Linked DNA regions of Sus scrofa: region 1 is linked to region 2. A link is a contact called in public Hi-C data. All regions are on one chromosome and are shown on one strand. The core of a region is the stretch at or near the end of the contact, and the rest is flanking DNA. Distances in the headings are between cores, read along the strand shown.

Region 1 (5,836 bases), core at 634-3,133, 70 kb before region 2:
GAGCCGCGTCTGCAACCTACACCACAGCTCACCGTCTGCAACCTACACCACAGCTCACCGCAACGCCGGATCGTTAACCCACTGAGCAAGGCCAGGGACCGAACCCGCAACCTCATGGTTCCTAGTCGGATTTGTTAACCACTGCGCCATGACAGGAACTCCATCAATGTTTTATATAACCATGTTTTTGGCCATACTTGCAGCATATGGAAGTTTCAAGGATAAAACCCATGCCACAGCGGTGACAACGCTGGATCTTTAACCTGCTGAGCCACCAGAGAACTCTTATATTGACTTTAAATGGAATAAAATCTATAAACACATCCAATTGTTATGTTTCACACCTGAAAATATAACACTGTACATCAATTACATTTCAACTTAAAAGAGAGAGAAGCCACATCCTGTGGGCCACCCCCAACTCCCACCCTACCCAGTATTGGGAGCGGCACCTTGCTGGCTACTGACACAGTGGTGGGAACAGATGCAGACACTCACAGTTTCAGAACAGCCAGGTTGGCTTCCAGATCATAGGCATTCTCCTTAGCCTGTGTCTCCACATAGCGCTCCAGGGTGGCCAGATTCTCAGGATTATACCTAGAGGAGAAACAAGATGGGTGAGCAGAAAAGAGAGGAGCTGAGGTCAGTCGCTCTGTGGGGCCGGGGTGAGAGGGGACACTGTAGCCTGCTCCTCCCTCTTCCTTTCTTGCTTCCCTCCAGATCTGTCACTGGTCACTTGCTCTACTCAAATACCGAATCAGCTCTATAACCTCTAACAAAACTTATCCACATCCCAGACCTAAGCCTAAGCTCTAGCCCCCGTGTATTTTTTTTTTTTCTTAAGGCCGCACCCTTGGCCGCATATGTAGGTTCCCAGGCTAGGGGCTGAATCAGAGCTACAGTTGCTGGCCCACACCACAGCCACAGCAACGCAGGATCCGAGCCGCATCTGCAACCTATACCACAGCTCACAGCAACACCAGATCCTTAATCCACTGAGAAAGGCCAGGGATTGTACCCGCAACCTCAGGGTTCCTAGTCAGAAGTGTTTCCGCTGTGCCACGATGAGAACTCTATCAGCCCTGTGTCTTTTCTAGGATGTCTCCTCAACCTCTCAGCCAACCAGCCCTGGCAGCATGTATACCTGGCCTCCAGGACATCTTTGCCAGGCACCCCTTTCTCCCCTCCCCAGGCCCCACTCAGGTCTAGCACCATCTTCTCCTGCCTAGCATCCCCCCATCCCAGCCCTGACCACTTCTGGCTACCACTACCACTGCCTATTGGCAGGTTTGTCTAGACTCTGAACCGGGAACTCCGTGAAAGCACAGCCTGTGACTCTCTTGGTCACTTCTGGTTCGCAGCAGTGCCCAGCACTGACAAAACAGATTTTAGTAAACATGTATTGGATGAATGATATGGGAGGGGGGAGAGAGAAAGAGGCACTGAGAGAGACAGACTGAGGAGGAGAGAAAGGAAAGTGAGGGGAAGCCGAGAAGCAGAGAGAGAGGCCTTACATCAATTAAAAAAGGGAGGACTGAGCGGTAGACAAGCTTATCGCCCGCCATAAGGCCTCTGCAGTGCTGTTTCCTTAAACATCTCCAAGACGACTGAAAAAACCCCACTCCCGGGCAAGCCCAGGATCCAGACCACCCTTGCTGTCTCCCGAAAAATCCCCTCCTCCATCCTGCTTGGCCAGAAGCGCTCCCTCTGACCAGGTTCAGACCTGTCGATACCCTTGAGCAACTTGCCCACGTTCGCTCTCATCTGCTCAAACATCGCCATGACTACTCTTGCCTCCCACACCGGGACTGAAGCCGAAGATCCTACAGGCACGGCGTCCTCGAGGACCGGAAAAGGAACTGCGGGTGGAGACGGAAACTACGTCACTGTTTCCTCTCCAGCCCTGGAGGCGAAGATGGAGGAGGCTCTAGCTGCGGCTGCCGCGCTTTCCGGCTGCCACGTGACTTCTTCCCAGCGTGCGCAGTTGGCGCGTGCGCATACGCTCCACTTGAGCAGGACCAAAGGCGTGAGTAAAAGACCAGTCTAGTTCAGTGCGCAGGCGCCCTCTCGAGGCGAGGAGGCGGGGCTGAGCTTTTCCCGGGCCTTGCGTACCCAGTCCTAGTCTCTGGGATGTGCGCGCGAGGTCCCTGGGAAGGAGGTGAATCCCTGACGGCGAGCACGCACGTCGCGCTGCGCGCTGTGGTGAACTCAAAACTGTGTTGGAATGCACTTGTTGAAGTCCCTTTGGGCCATGGCCAAGTCCCGAGGAAGGTGCTCTCGGAGGCCCCCTTTGCTCCAGGCCTCGACCCCTGAGGCAGGATCTAGAGCACCGCAGTTTCCAGCCCTGAACCGGGTCCCCAAGCTCCAACCTAACGCCAGGGTTAGCGGCCCGCAAAGCCGCTGTGCTCTGCTGGCAATGGCCGGGGTGAGAGGCTACTGAAACCCCACAGCTCACGCCCAGTCCCTATAGGCTCCAGTCTTGTGGGTGAAGGCGAGCGCCTCGTGAGTTATGTGCAGATTCTTCACACTGCAGGCATGAATGCACATGCATGTGTTATGTATGTGGAGGTATATGCTCTGAGTACTTTCACACGTATCGACTGCCCTTTGCACCGCACAGGGGTTACCACTAAGTGCATGTATGCGCTCCAGGTGAACAGTGACATACACTGCATGGCCATCTCTGTGCAGACCTGCCATCTCCCGGTCGTGGCCAAACTCTCAAGCACTCAGCTGAGGTTCAACTGTAGTTTTTGGCCGCCACCCAGAATGGGGGAAGGAGTGTTAGGGCACCCTCCGGGTCACAATTAAGATAGTTTGCATCTGGTTTACATTCAGCCTGGAAGTGAAGGGGGGGGTCCCCTGGGTCCCAAGGCAAGCTGCCCCTAACAGGCTCTCAGGGCCCAGGGGACAGGGGGTGGAGCCGGCTGCACAGCCCTGAGCTGGGGCAGGAAGCGAGAGTGGGGAGGGGGGAGGCCACAGCGGGTGGAGGCAAGGCGGGTGCAGGGCGTGTGGGGAGGGAGGGAGGTGCCAGCGATCTGAGCCCTGAGGCCCTGCTGGCCCCTGGGCGCAGGCCCGGCTCTGGCCCCCAGGAATGGACCTCGTGGACCCCGACATTTTTAATAGGGATCCCCGGGACCACTACGACCTGCTGCAGCGGCTGGGTGGCGGCACCTATGGGGAAGTCTTCAAGGTGAGGAACTCTGTCCTTCTCCATCACCCTCAAGCCAGTGACCTTTGGGGGGAGACCCAAGAAGGGAAGGGGATGCGAGAGGGTCCCGGTCCCTGGTTTTGGTTCAGGGATGCTGAGGAGGACTCAGGCAAATGGAGCCCGCCTGACTGCCAACTTCCCCTTTACAAGGCTCGAGACAAGGTGACGGGGGACCTGGTGGCATTGAAGATGGTGAAGATGGAGCCTGGTGAGGACAGGACCCAGGAGCTCCTTCCCCACACCCCCCACCTCCCGGGATGGTGGCGCCCCCCCCTCCCTGACTCCCTCCTCCCCACACTCCCTCCCTGCAGCGGCCTTTTCTCTTCTGCCCTTCCTTGCAGACGATGATGTGTCCACACTTCAGAAGGAAATCCTCATCTTGAAAACCTGTCGGCACGCCAACATCGTGGCCTACCACGGCAGTTATCTCTGGTGATGAGCCCCAGACCTGCCCTGGCACCCAGCCCGGCCTCCACCCCCAAACTCCCGTTCCTGACCAGGGGACCCCCTAACCTGACCTCCAATCCTGGACCAAAGTCCCACTTTTTTGACCAGATCGAATCTCCAATCCAGAACTCTCATTTCTGACCCGGGGGCCCTCCAGTTGATCCCTTCATAGTAACCAAACCTGAAAACGAGTCCCCTAAAACGCATCTTTCACCGTCCTGCTCTTCAGGTCCCCCACTTTCACTTTCTGTTCCTGAAGGTGAACCCCTTAATTTCCTGACCCCCCAATTAATATCCCAGATGCCTCGGTCATGATCTCTGTTCCCCAGACCTGGCATCCTGGGCTCCTCTGTCCCCATCGAACTTCCACAACCTGTGAGACCCGTGCCCTGTCTCCCAGGTTAGCATAGAACAACAGAGGATGCCATGGGTCTGGAGCCCAAAGACCTGGCTTTGATTCCACTTGACCCTAAACGTATATTTCCTCTCTGAGTCTCAACTTCCCCATCTATAAAATGGGAGTGGGGTGATGGTCACTCGGATGGGCAATAGATAGACGACGGCGCTTACATTAAAGTTTTTGTTGTCCTAGAACAAGATGGACAGTGAGCCAGGAGCTGTCCTATAAATAATCATTTTTTTCAGCTCTGATTATTTCTGCTCTTGAACAGGCTGCAGAAGCTCTGGATCTGCATGGAATTCTGTGGGGCTGGTTCTCTCCAGGACATCTACCAAGGTAAGGGGAAGAGCGGGAGCGGGGGAGGGTCCAGGCAGCCCCTGCCCCTCCAATCCACCTGTCCTGTCTCTGCCTTTGTGTCTCCCGGGACTGTCTTTCTGATCCATATTTCACACAATGAGCCCCTGCTCTGGGCCTGGCCTGGCCCCAGTGATGCCAGGGTTACTGTGGTGACCCAGGGGCCCCCAGCCGTGTCCTCCAGCGCCTGCGAGTCCAGCTCCAGCCTTTCTGTATGCCATGTTCCCCTCCACTTCCCCCACCCATCTTCCTCTGCGTCTGCATTTTCTCACCAAGGTCTGTTCTTGCATTTGAGCATTTCTGCATTTCTGGCTCGTCATCAGTGCCCACATGTTTACTTAATGAGTGAATGCATTTCTGATTCTCTCAGCCTGCTCTTCACTCATGGAGCGTTGGAGGGTGGGGGCAGGCCTCTGATCACTTCTCAATTTCTGACACTCATCTCTGTTTCCCTGTTTCCTTCCAGTCCAAGACCTCAAATGTCAGGAAAGGAAGGACTTCATTAAGGAGTTCTTGGGGCGGGGGAAACTGAGGCCCACAGACAGGAAGTGACTCACTGCCAGCCTGTCAGACCTGATCTCAGACCACTCTGTCTGTTGTCTTTCTTTCTTTCTTTTTCTTTTTTTTTTGGCGCCACACCCACAGCATATGGAGGTTCCCAGGCTAGGGGTCGAATCAGAGCTGTAGCTGCTGGCCCACACCACAGCCACAGCAACACAGGATCCAAGCCGCGTCTGCGACCTGCACTACAGCTCACGGCAATGCCGGATCCTTAACCCACTGAGCAAGGCCAGGGATCGAACCTGAAACCTCAAGGTTCCTAGTCGGATTTGTTTCCGCTGCGCCACCACGTGAACTCCTGTCTGTTGTCTTTCTACGGTATCCTCGCCACCCCTTTGTGTCTTTCTCCCCCTCTGTCTCTTTCTCTTTCTCTGTTTGTTTTGTTTTGTTTTTGTTTTTGGCTGTGCCTAACTGCATGCGGAAGCTCCCAGGCCAGGGATTGAACCCACGCCATAGCAGTGACTCAAGCCATAGCAGGGACAACACTGGATCCTAACCCACTGAGCCACCAGGGAACTCCTCCCTCTTTCTCAATGTACCAGTTTTCCCACTTTTTGGTTTCTGACCATCTCTTTGTTTCTCTCCTTCAATTTGGATGTGTTCATGGTTCTCTCTCTCTCTCTCTCTTTCTCCCGTGCCTTCCGGTCTCTCCAACGACAAGCCCAGATTTCTCATCACGACCCTTCAGTCTGACCCCCACCAGCACCTCAAGCTGACCCGCCTCACCTCCACTGCACCCACTTTGCTGCCTTCCAGACCCACTGGGCACCCTCCTACCCCCGGGCCTTTGCACTTGCTCATCTTGTTCCCCTTCTGAGTGGATCTGCTCCCCTTGTCACCTTCTCAGAGTTGCCTTTGCCGAG
Region 2 (5,397 bases), core at 2,283-4,782:
AAAAAGACAAACAAACAAAGAAATAAAAAGAGAAAAATTATAAATAACCATTCTATTCTTTTCTTTTCTTTTCTTTTTTCTTTTTTGCCATACCCAAGGCATATGGAAGTTTCTGGACCAGGGATTGAATCCAAGCCACAACTGTGACTTACACCACAATGGCAGTCACAGTGGATCCTTAACCACAGTGGGAACTACTAAATGACCATTCTTTTTAAAAAGTTTGTTTTTTTAATGATTTTTATTTTTTCCGTTATAGTTGGTTTGCAGTATTTTTCTTTCTCTAAATTTTTTATCAAAGTATAATATACATAGAAAGTGTCAACTTGATGCATTATCACCAAGTGAACACACTGTGTAACCCCCACCCAAGTCAAGAAAGAGAATATCTCCAGTCCCCAGAAGGATGTGTGTGCCTCTCCCTCCTCTTGAAAGATGCCCTTATTCTGACTTCTAGACCGTGAATTATTTTTGTCTGTTCTTGAATGTTCATGAAAAGATGATACACCGTGTGCTCTTAATTTTTCTGGTTTCTTTCATTCAAGAAATGTTGGATGTTTGTGAAATTCATCCACATTGTTGGGTGTGTGATAGTTTGCTCACTTTCACTGCCATGTAGCATCCCATAAGTATATCACACTTTACTTGTTCAAACTCTTTGACCCAGTTCTCCTACCCCTAGGGATCTACTCCATAGCAATACCCACTTGTGAGCTCAAAGATGGATGTGCAAGGAAGTGTACAGCATATATGCCACTGCTTCCCATTTCTGCTCCTATGACAGACATAACTAATCAATCTGAGCCCCCTTCCTCACAAAGCCTTGATGCAACCTTAACATCTTTTTGAACCAAGATGGAACTTGGAGTTGAAACTGATTTACCATCCCTGGATTTGGCTGCACCTAAGACTTAATAATTCTTTAAACACTGCTTCTGGTTTTAGGGAGATGTTAGTAAACTGGTTGATAACCTGTGCTTGCCCTTTTATAAAGATCTACATTTCTGGGAAAATCAGGCTGGCCAGATCTGGACTATCTTCCGGTCTTCTCTCAGTGATGGAGAAAGGCCAGACCACTGGACTTCACTGCGCAATCAGAGAGCCCGTGTCCTCCAGCCCAGAGACATAGTGCTGGACTGGGGAAGTAGGGCTCCTTATGGCTAACCCTGCAACCATCACAGGGCCTCAGATTCAGGAGGTTTAAAGGAGCAGAAGGGGAGGAAACCCAAGAAGGCCGGCTTTTCCTGGGCCATATCGGAGGATCGAGTGAGGATTGCAAGAAATTTATAGCACATCAGAGGTGAGAGGTCATGCTGGGGTGTGAGTGATGACGGCTGGGGACGGCTGACCTGTTGTTGTCCACGTAGCGGATGAGCAGTGGGTAGAGGGCATACAGGTCCCGGCAGAGCACAGAGAACTCATCCCGCACCAGGAGCTCCCCTTCCTCGGCTTCTGCCTTGGCCTCCAGGCGCAGCTGCTCCTCCTCGGCCACCACCTTCCCGGCCCGTTTGCGCAGCCGCCCGATGGTGGGGATGAAGTGTGAGTGCAGGAGCTCGGGCCGGGCCCGGCTCACGATGGGCTGGGCGAACACTGCAGAGGCAGAGGGTGCATGTCCTGCTGCAGGCCACCGACCTATGACCTCTGAGCCCACGCCCGGTCTCTGGTCCCATCCCATGACCCCTGACCTGTCCCTCTGACCCCACGGAACATGGATCCCAGCCTGACCCTGGCTTCTGATCCCAGCTTCTACCTCTGATCCCACTCTTGACCTCAGGCTGTGACATCTACATAGTCCCAGATCCTTGATCCCAACCAGAACCCTTGACCTGAAACGGTGACCCTCAACCTGACACAAGTTCTTGACCTCTGACCCCAACAACTGAATCCTAACCTGATATCTAACCGTAGGCCATGACATCTCACCCCAGTCTTCAACCTCTGACCTGGACTATACCCAGACTTAACTCACCACATAATTTCTGACTATGTCCCCTGGCTTCCTACTGCAGCCTCTGACCTCTGACCCTGGCCTCTGATCCCAGCCCAGATCTCTAGTTTGGCCCTGATCCAAAACTCAAGTCCTGACATACAACTTCTGAACCGGGAATCCCAATCTTTTAAAGACTCATTTCTTGACCTCTGACCCAGAACCCTAATTGTCCATATTAGGGACCTGGATGTTTGACCTGGTCCTTTGACCCTTTGTAGAAGGAACTCAGCCTTCTGACCTAGCTCCTAACCCTTGTTCTAACTCTCTCCAAGGCTCCAGAAATCCAGAATCCAGCCTGGAGAACCCCGGCATCCTTAAGAGCCTGAGATTTTGATCCCTTAGGATGACCTCTGGCCTTGCAACCCCCAAAATCTTCCCCACTCTCAGGAAATCATGGACCCCTCTGAGGGATCGCCCTCTGAGACCATCAGATCAAGGCACCTGAGCCCCAGGGCACTGGCCCCAGTTCTCAGGAGCCGGGTGCCTGCCAGACCCACCGGCCAGCCGCTTCATCCATGAGGCCTCGTCGATGCCCAAGTTGTTGACGATGATCCGCAGGATGTTTCCCAGCAGGGAGTTGAGGTGGTCGGAAGTGACAGCTGTGCAGGGCGGAGGGGCTCCCGCGGGCAGGGCGGGTGGGGGCGCCTCGGGCCCGCGTTCCCACCAGCGGGGCAGGTAGCTGCACAGCATGGGCAGTGTGATCTCAATGACGTGTGGCATCTCCGTGTAGCGGGCCCCCGACTCGGCCAGCCCCCCGATGTCTGCCATGAGCCGCTCCAGCACCGGAATATCCGGGCACATCTCCTCCACGCTGTTGGGGAGCCCCAGGACTGGGGTGCAAGGAGGGTCAACCCATCATGCCCAGACCCATCATGCCCAGACCTCAGACCTCAGTGTCCACACCACAAACCAGAGCCCCACAAACTCTGGGATTCCCCACTCTGGAGCACCCCCAAGCTGGGGACTCCTCAGCCCCTTGGGGCCCAGACTGGGCCACACCACCTCCATCATGGGTCTCCCCAGCCCTGCACGGGCAGAATATAACCCTTGACAGCTGCCCCAGCCACATCCAACTTACTGGCCCGCTCCCGGGGAGACTTGGTGGTGTACACTGAGCAGGCATTGTACTCGTTCAGCTGGGGCTCCAGGAATGCCACTGGCATGGCTGCTGCCAGGCGGGCCAGGCACTCACCGAGGGCTGGCCGCAGCCTGGAAGAGGAGGCTGTGCTTAGTTCCCACGCCCCCTCTGCCCAGTCCTGGATCCCAGTCCCCTCCTCCACGCAAGTGCCTCTCCCCAGGACCCTTTGGAGCAGAGAGGCTATTCATCGGGGGTCACTGATACGGCCGTCTCCCTGGCTTTCCTAAATGCCCTCTTGCTTCTCCGGTAATCCTAGCACTGCCAGCGGCTCTCCCCAGGGCTCCTAGTATGCCTGGCTCCTGTGTGTCACCATAGTTTCTGCGTGACCCTGCCGCCACTGGAGAACAGCCTGGCATCCTGGCCCCCAACCAGTCGGCTCCACTTGCTTCCCATGCCTTCCTCAGTGCGCCCCCACATGGCCACCCTGAGGAACTGCAGTTGCCACAGTGCGCACGTCTGTTGAAGAGCGACCGCGTCCCATCTCTTCTCTCACCTCCATCCTCACCCGCGCCCTCCCCTCCCTGAGCCCCCTCAGTACCCAGCCCAGCCCCCATGGGCTGTCTCTCCTTACTTTTCCACGTAAGGGTTCCTGGTGGTTCCCAGAGAGTAGATACTGCACAGCGTTCGATAGCAAGAGACCTGAACGTCATCCACTGAGGGAAAGAGGGAGGGCGGGTGTCCACACAGGTTCCTCCCAACCCACTCCCTTGTCACCAGTGATGGGACAGCGCAGGGCCTGTACAGCCAGCCTACCCTTTACTAGGTTTGTGAGTTAAGCAAGGACCAACTCTCTCTTGGCCTCGATTTTCCTATCTGTAAAATGTGGATAATTACAGTATCCTCCTCGTAGGGTTATTTTGAGGATTAAATGAGTTAATACATGAAAAGCAATGGGAAGAGGGTGCGCAGCAAGCACTCGGTGAAGGCTGCTTGTTGTTCTTTCCTTAGAGAGGAGTCATGGATGTCTTTGATGACAGCAAAGGGACGCTCTCTCCAGAAAATACAAAGAGACAGCCAATCCAGACTCCAGGCATGGCTACCCACATACCACCCAAAGGCCAGGTTAAGAACCTCAGCAACTTCATAAATGTCATGAGGCAAAAAGAGGGTAGGGGGACTGTTCTAAATTGATGAGTAATGACATAGAGTTCCCATTGCGGTGCAACGGGACCAGTGGTGTCTCTGCAGCACTGGGATCTGGCCTGGCACATGGGCATTTGCTGTAGCTGCAGTGTAGGTCACAACTATGGCTCAGATCTGATGCCTGGCCCGGGAACTCCATATGCGGTGGGGCAGCCAAAAAAGTGAAAAAAAAGTAATGATAGAGACATAACAACCAAATGCAATGAGAGAAAAAACTTAACTGAATTTTTTAAAAAAGCAAAGACATTTTGAGGGTAACAGGGAAACTCACCTATTGTCAGGTTAAGTATGATACTAATATTGTGCTTACATGAGAGAAATTCTCATTCCAGGTGCTGAAGCCTAAATATTCAGGAATGAGGTGTCACTGTGTGTGCAACTCACATTCAGAAGTTCAACAAAAAGTTTGTAAATACTGTCCCTCATTAAGTGAAAGGTCAAACAAATGGGGCAAACTGTTGGGGTTATTTTATTTTATTTTTTTGTCATTTTAGGGTTGCACCCTCAGCATATGGAGGTTCCCAGTTTAGGAGTCAAACGGGATCGGCAGCCGCCACAGCTACAACAACGCCAGTACCCAGCCATGAATGCAACTTACACCACAGCTCACGGCAATGCCAGATCCCTGAGCGAGGCCAGGGATCGAACCTGCATCTTCATGGATGCTAGTTGGATTTCTTTCTGCTGAGCCATGATGGGAACCCCCAAGGGCAAATTGTTTTTTTGTTTTTTTGGTTGTTGTTGTTGTTTTTGTCTTTTTGCCATTTCTTGGGCTGCTCCTGCGGCATATGGAGGTTCCCAGGCTAGGGGTCCAATCGGAGCTGTAGCCGTCAGCCTACACCACCACTACAGCAACTTGGGATCCAAGCCGCGTCTTCAACCTACACCACAGCTCACAGCAACGCCAGATCCTTAACCCACTGAGCAAGGCCAGGGATTGAACCCACAACCTCATGGTTCCTAGTTGGATTCGTTAACCACTGCGCCATGATGGTAACTACAAGGGCAAATTGTTAATAATTCTCTCCTTTCTACTCTTCTGTATTTAAAAAAAAACCAAAAAACAAAAAAAACAGTGGTCGCACCTGTGGCACATGGAAGTTCCCAAGCCAGGGGTGGAGCCACA

What was found. A called contact is a pair of places that touch in the nucleus more often than the background predicts.
Region 1: a contact with region 2 is called in a Hi-C map of skeletal muscle, with 2.4 times the contacts expected there. The contact joins the promoter of EIF3K here to the enhancer-like site in region 2. A contact is called at or near these places in 1 of 5 promoter capture datasets (liver), 6 of 47 Hi-C or Micro-C datasets (embryonic fibroblasts, liver, skeletal muscle and 1 more) and 1 of 2 datasets of contacts at active chromatin or transcription factors (alveolar macrophages).

What each region holds. Positions count from the first base shown.
Region 1 is chr6:47,472,231-47,478,066 of Sscrofa11.1, reverse strand. EIF3K (eukaryotic translation initiation factor 3 subunit K) reads right to left here and starts at 1,883. Exons shown (of 8, transcript XM_003127119.5): 1 at 1,724-1,883; 2 at 499-597. The coding sequence starts at 1,782. MAP4K1 (mitogen-activated protein kinase kinase kinase kinase 1) reads left to right here and starts at 2,977. Exons shown (of 32, transcript XM_021094343.1): 1 at 2,977-3,193; 2 at 3,362-3,419; 3 at 3,553-3,643; 4 at 4,330-4,394. The coding sequence starts at 3,095.
Region 2 is chr6:47,404,001-47,409,397 of Sscrofa11.1, reverse strand. It overlaps RYR1 (ryanodine receptor 1), which reads right to left. Exons shown (of 109, transcript NM_001001534.1): 65 at 3,700-3,781; 66 at 3,069-3,199; 67 at 2,488-2,820; 68 at 1,350-1,590. Among named protein-coding and RNA genes, the nearest start is that of RYR1, 67 kb to the right of the region's middle. Within about 2 kb of position 3,532, at least 3 of the 83 cell types and tissues checked have an H3K27ac peak or open chromatin away from gene starts, as enhancers often do. A contact at or near this core is called in skeletal muscle, where this site is marked.